Regions from separate parts of the Mus musculus genome. Here region 1 is linked to region 2. Evidence: chromatin contacts called from public HiChIP or PLAC-seq data. All regions are on one chromosome and are shown on one strand. The core of a region is the stretch at or near the end of the contact, and the rest is flanking DNA. Distances in the headings are between cores, read along the strand shown. Region 1 has its middle 36 kb from the start of Gm19276. Region 2 overlaps Rai14 (retinoic acid induced 14).

Region 1 (2,981 bases), core at 124-2,623, 220 kb before region 2:
ACTCGACTCAAACATCCACATTGTTGTGAGGCTACATTGTCAAGGGAAGAACATACATCGCTGAGCAGTTATCGCTTGAGCTGTGGTTTTTCATTCTCGAACTATACAATAAGCAGGCCTTTGTCTACCGTTGTGTTCCCCGTTCTGCACTTGACAGGAGCAGAGCTGGGGAAACCCAGGTTTCTCTGCCTGTGCTGTGTTTGCTGTTTTGCTGTGAGCAGGCTGCCTGTGAATGCATTTGTTGTTCTGGGTGAAGAGAAAACAAGTCCCATTCTCCTATCATGGATGTCATATCATGAGTATCGTATCATCAACATCATATCATCAATATCCTATCAGAGCATGCTCTCTTCATTCATCTTAGTAGCTCCAGTGCAGAAGGTTCTGGAGTGGTCAGGTACAATGGCAGTGTAGTAGCCTCCTGTCCGTGGCCTTGGCAGAGGTCTCCTGGGTCAGCTTCCGAGTTTGGAGGGCAGCCGTCCTAATGTAGAAGAGGTGGCTCCTTTGGTGGTCTAGTTCTCTAGTTCTTTCAGGGACATAGGAGAGTGTGCCTGAAAACTTGAGTCTGAATCTGCTTCTAAAAGCAGATAAACCCTAATCTAAATCCCTAATACAGAAAGCAGCTAGGCGAACTCCGTCAGTTCTATTATTGAGAAAGCAGCCCAGGCTGAGTCCTAGAGCCGTCTTGTTTGACTGAATTGACTGAATTTGTTTGAATTCACTTCTCCCTATGTTTTTCTCAGCTTCTGTCCTGTCCCTGGTTTCAGCCTCTTGGCTATGGACTGAGTTGTGTCCCCATTAAAATCCATATATAGAAACTGTAACTTACAATGAGACAATACTTAGAGATGAAACATTTGAAAGGTAATTAGATGAAGGTGAGGATGTCAAGTGACTGGGAGCCTCGAGATAAGATTGGTGCTCTTACAAGATGAGACAGGAAACTCCTCTCCACCCATGTCAGGATGTAAGGATGTTTACGAGGCAGGAAGGGACTGACACCCTGCCCTTCCTTGACTACAGGACTGTGAGAAAGGAATCTTGCTTGTCTAAGCCATCTCCATCTCTGCCCCTTGCTATAGCAGCGCAACCTGCCAAGGCATGTTCTGATCCTTCCATGGGAGCAACACCTCTGCTTCTGTCTGTCTGTCTGCTCGGCTTGGATGGACAGAGTTACCGACCATTGTCCCTGAGGCTCTCCTTGATGTCCTCAAAGCCCAGGGGCCAATCCCATCACAAACACAGCACAGGCTGAAACCTGAGTCTGCTCAGCATCTCCCCAAAATCTACTCTGGGAATGAAGAGCAGATCAGAGTGGGTTAATACCATGGTGTAGGCTTTGGAATGTGCCTTTGGGTGACTGTGTTGAGCCTGTGGAGAGGACAAAAAGGATAACTGAGATGGGCTGGCTTTGATAGCTTGGTACTAACTGGGCTTCAGGGATGACAGAATGCAAACAGAATACATGCCTTTGGCTTTTGAATTATTCTACAGTCTCTGAGAGTCTTCCAAGGCCTTGGATGAAACCTAGCAGTTTCACTCAGCTACAAGTTCCTGCAAGAAAGTTCCCAAGCTCCAGGAGGCTGGATTTGTCTCCTTTCTTCTCCCCGGGTTGGAATGATCCTGCATGGATTGCCTGCAATGCTCTTGAAGCCATTTCTGCCTCCTCTGGTTTCATGTCCCAGCTTATGAGCTCATAGGTTTTGAATGATTTCAGTATGAAGTCATCAGCAGAGTTCCAGTTTTGTGGTCAGACACTAAAGCCTCTGAATCTTCGAGTAGACTAGAAGTGAGCCCGCACAGCTGAGACCGAAACCCAAACCCAATGTTCTCTCCCAGGTGCTCTTGAATGGAGATGTTAATATGCTACAGTTCTCCTTGCTCTCTTTGAAAACACTAAGCCTTCCATGCAGCTGTGCCCTCCCTTGCCTTTCCACCTTGCCTCCCAGAGGACAGGAGGGTCTTTCAGGAGCCAGGGCTCAAAGCTTAGGAAGTACTAGACCTGTTGAGAGTCATGTGATCACACGTAGGAACTGAGGCAACAGAGAGAGATTGCCCAGTGCAGCAAGAAACAAAAAGCCCATAAACTGTATGAAGATCATAAAGTGGCGTGTGTTTGAAGTATGCATTAATAGAGTCAGTGCTCTGAAACCCAGCCAAAATGTGTAGGCCTGGAATTCTGGAATGTGTATTCACTGAACATTCCTGGTTTCCAAAGTCACACGCAACAACAAAAATCATATTGTCATATCACATATTCCTCTCTCTCTCTCTCTCTCTCTCTGCTCTGTGTGTGTGTGTGTGTGTGTGTGTGTGTGTCTGTCTGTCTGTCCATCCATGGCTTGTCTCTGAGCAAAGACAAGGCAGGAACTCATAAAATACAATATTTAGGATGAAAATTACTTCAGTTTATGTTGTGCATTTAAAAAAAGGTTGTATTTGACGATATATCAAAATCCGTGTAACTCCATCTAACCTGATTCAAACGTGGATTAGTAATTGAGTGTCCACTACGTCCCATTGTTGAGCTAACTTCTAAGGAATTTAATAGAATTATATTAAATCCTTTCTTTCAGGATTGAAACATGGAGTCTGTGAAACAATTGGCAACTGAAAAAAGTTGTTGGCACCATGAATTGTCATCAAATACTGCAGGTCCAGAGAAAATGCACAGAAGAGTGGCAGATAGCAGAGTAGATATGAAGCCATCCTCACTTGAACACAGTTTACAGCTTTGTGATCTAGTACCAAGAGCGGGTGTTTGGAAAACATTCATGAACATAAGTGTAAGAGGCACGTTATGACCTTCTGGGTAGAGTACAGTTGTTCCAGGACCTGGAAAGCCCAGAGAGGAGTCTGAAAAGCAGGGTAGGGGTGGGGAAGACTAGAGAAGAGGTCGACCAGCTAGCCAGACAAGCAAAAGGCCGGTTCCTGTTCTTGCTTTCGTATCCTTTGTTTTCTCCTCTGTACCCATTCCCACA
Region 2 (3,057 bases), core at 240-2,739:
AGTTTCACGTTGACAGAGGAGCCAGTTGCTGCATAGTATGAGGGAGCTGTCAGGATGAACATATCAATATAATAACATTCAAATAGTTGCAGTGGGCAGGAGGGGAGACTATCTTAGGACACACTTGAGGATGGATTTCTTTCAATATTTTTAGAAGCAGTGTTCTATTAGGAGATCAGCGGACTGCTGAGTTTTTCACTCATCCACCATATAAGCATCTGCACATCTCTGCCATTGTCCCCTCGCTCAAGATACCTGAGATAAGATGGAAAAGCCACAATGCCCGTTCTTAAGGGACACAACTAGCTGAACACATAATGGCTTTCCGTAGAAGTCATTTTTATAGTAAGAGATAGTAAGTTCTATGTCCTAGAACATAGAGTTCCAAATTCCAAAAGTGTTATTATTTTAAGTTATTCCATTGCTTTTAATGGTCCAGTAAACCCACTGGTTTTAAAACAAGCCGTCAAGTGTTGGATGCCCCACACTTATATTAGAGAATGGTCAAAATCCATGGCCCAGGACCTACAGTAAAGCTCTGGCTTTGTTTGTTTAGACCTTTCTCCCTGTAGGCGGTTATTGTTTGTGGCCACTTATCAGCGAGAATCATAAAACGTACGGCAAGGATCTATGTGGGGCTTTGGAGGGGTCCAGCTTCGCACCTAAGAACTTCCATAGGTTTTCCTGAGTTCTCCACCTCTGCCAGCATCTCCAGCTTCACTTTCTCTGTTGCTCTCAGAACTGTGCTATTGGAGAGCTGGGCTTTCGTGGGCCTGCCTGGGAGGCCCTGTGTCCTCTCTGGGGCCTGGGGTGATAGTGATGTCAGAGGGCCATCTATACAGAGGCTCTTCTGAGGCCAGGGACAGATCAGATGGACGGATAGTGGCCCTCTTACCTGTTACCTGTGCTGCTAATCAGCATTGACCTCTGCCTTAGCGTCAGGCACAGGTAATTTCTTGGAACTAGATTTTTTTTTTCCTCCTGTGGATGGATATTGGAGTTTATTCTGGGCTGCTATTACTGGAGTATAGAAAGGCTACAGCAGATATGCCCTTTCTTAAGAACTATAAGTGTTTGGTTATAAGTAAGTCAGTAGTATCTTTCGTCTCACATCTATTAAAATATCCAGACTACTTAAAGTTAACCTCAGGATGTGGGGACACAGATGGGTATGAGATTGCTTGCCTAGTACGTAAAAGTCCCAGGTTCAGATCCCAGCACTACTAGAATAATAAGCAGATAATATCTGAGATCACTCACTATTGGGCATACACACACAAACACACACATATACACACACACATGCATACATATATACATATGAACATACATAGTATTTTGACTACTTAATTACTTAATGAATTCTAAGGCTTCTAGCCCCTGCTGCAGAATGTATAGAAAATTGGAATAGTGACCTAAAGCCTTGGAATGTTGTCTAGAATCCAAACATAGTTAGTTCTATTTTAGTAGGGTGATTCATTGCACAGTCGCTAAATAGGTCTATCCAGTGGCATTATGGAATCCATCCATCAATATGTCAAGTGTGTTGTTAGCAACTGTGTTTTACACTTTGGGAAATTGCAATGCACAAATGAATTTAGGGGCAGGATTTGAACCCAGCTAAGCACAGTGCTTGGCCCAGGGATTGAGCACAAGCATGGAACAGATCAGAGAGGTGCGTGGGTGCCACAGTGGACGCAGTCAGCCTCTGCTCAGGATGAGTGACCCATTGCTTCTGTGCTATTTGGTCTTCCAGGAAATCATCATCTGGCCTTACCATAGGGTTCTTCATATTGTCATAATTTCTGCTCCCAGTCAGACTTCCAGAGCTGCTTGAAAACCTCCTTTCCTCAATTCACAAGGTTTTCTATTCTCCTTTCCCCATGAGCTCTTGGGAACGTGTGTGTGTGTGTGTGTGTGTGTGTGTGTGTGTGTGTGTGTGTAACTCACCACTGATTCTGCTTGCTTTGGCTTCTCCTTCCCCAAGGTATCCCAAGCCCATACCTCTGCCTCTCTGACCCTCTCTGTATCTCAGAGGCAAACACACCCCTCTTAAACATCTATCACCTACGTGAGTCCACCTCCTCCCAGGCCATCTCGTCAGAAATCCTCGTGCTCCCCTTTGCTCTTCATCCCCCACCGACTGACTCCCTGCCTTAGTCTCTGCATCTGCGTCATCCCCTTTCATTGTAAAAGTCCTTTCTCTCTTTTCCTTTCTGTTGAGCTATCACTTTCTTCTCTTAAGAAAATCACCTGTACTGTGAATGGGGTGGCGTTATCCAAGTCCAGGAATCCTTCTGTGCCCTAGTTTCCTTATGGCTAAAATGAGCTGCGAATATTACTGGCCTCATAGAATTATTGTTCATATTATATCCTAAAGTAGTGAAGTTCCTAGCTTACCATTTTTTAGGTTTTTTAGGTGGGAAGTAATATTCTCTCTGTGTGTTCATAGAAACTTGACAGTTTCTGGGTGTGTTTCTGCCCTCAAATCCTGGGGGCTCCCTGAAAGACAAGATTATTTTATCCCATCTTTCTATTCCCAGGACTAAACATAATTGCTAACCTTAGATTTCATCTCTTCATGTCAGTATGAATGTAAATAAATGAGTAGTTGAGACCATTGAATTAGAAGGAACAAATTTCCTCTTTGAAAGGTAGAGTAGGTTTTCCTATTTCTAGACTTAGGTTAATCTCAATGCAATTACATGTTGCATGAGTTTATTTATTTGCAGCTCTTGGGGTCAAACCCAGGTGCTAAGCAAACATTGCACCTCCACCCTACAACCCCCAACGCATTTAAATGCTGCGTTTTAACCCTGATACGCTATGGTAGTGTAGCATGCTGGAGAATATAGGTATAATCGCTGCCTAAGACAGAAGACGGTAGAAAAGGGGCCCATTCACCGCAGCGAACAATGCAGAGGAAAGAAAAATGACTGCAACTGTGACTGACGGCTGCTACTGTGACAACGGCACCGACAGAACCCCTTAAGGAGAACCTTTATTCGGGTCATAGGTCAGGAATACAGTATACCATCCTAGGGTGGGCAGGAAGTC

Evidence for each region. HiChIP or PLAC-seq counts read pairs in DNA pulled down with a chosen protein or histone mark.
Region 1: an H3K27ac HiChIP or PLAC-seq map of embryonic fibroblasts shows a contact between it and region 2, with 5 times the contacts expected there. The contact joins two enhancer-like sites. A contact is called at or near these places in 5 of 484 Hi-C or Micro-C datasets (Sertoli cells, bone marrow-derived macrophages, muscle stem cells and 2 more), 6 of 115 datasets of contacts at active chromatin or transcription factors (embryonic fibroblasts, embryonic stem cells and vascular smooth muscle cells) and 1 of 9 other capture datasets (embryonic stem cells).

What each region holds. Positions count from the first base shown.
Region 1 is chr15:10,863,318-10,866,298 of GRCm38.p6, reverse strand. No RefSeq gene overlaps it. Among named protein-coding and RNA genes, the nearest start is that of Gm19276, 36 kb to the right of the region's middle. Within about 2 kb of position 1,373, at least 31 of the 459 cell types and tissues checked have an H3K27ac peak or open chromatin away from gene starts, as enhancers often do. A contact at or near this core is called in embryonic fibroblasts, where this site is marked.
Region 2 is chr15:10,639,368-10,642,424 of GRCm38.p6, reverse strand. All of the region lies in intron 2 of Rai14 (retinoic acid induced 14), which reads left to right. Among named protein-coding and RNA genes, the nearest start is that of Gm10389, 41 kb to the right of the region's middle. Within about 2 kb of position 1,489, at least 5 of the 459 cell types and tissues checked have an H3K27ac peak or open chromatin away from gene starts, as enhancers often do. A contact at or near this core is called in embryonic fibroblasts, where this site is marked.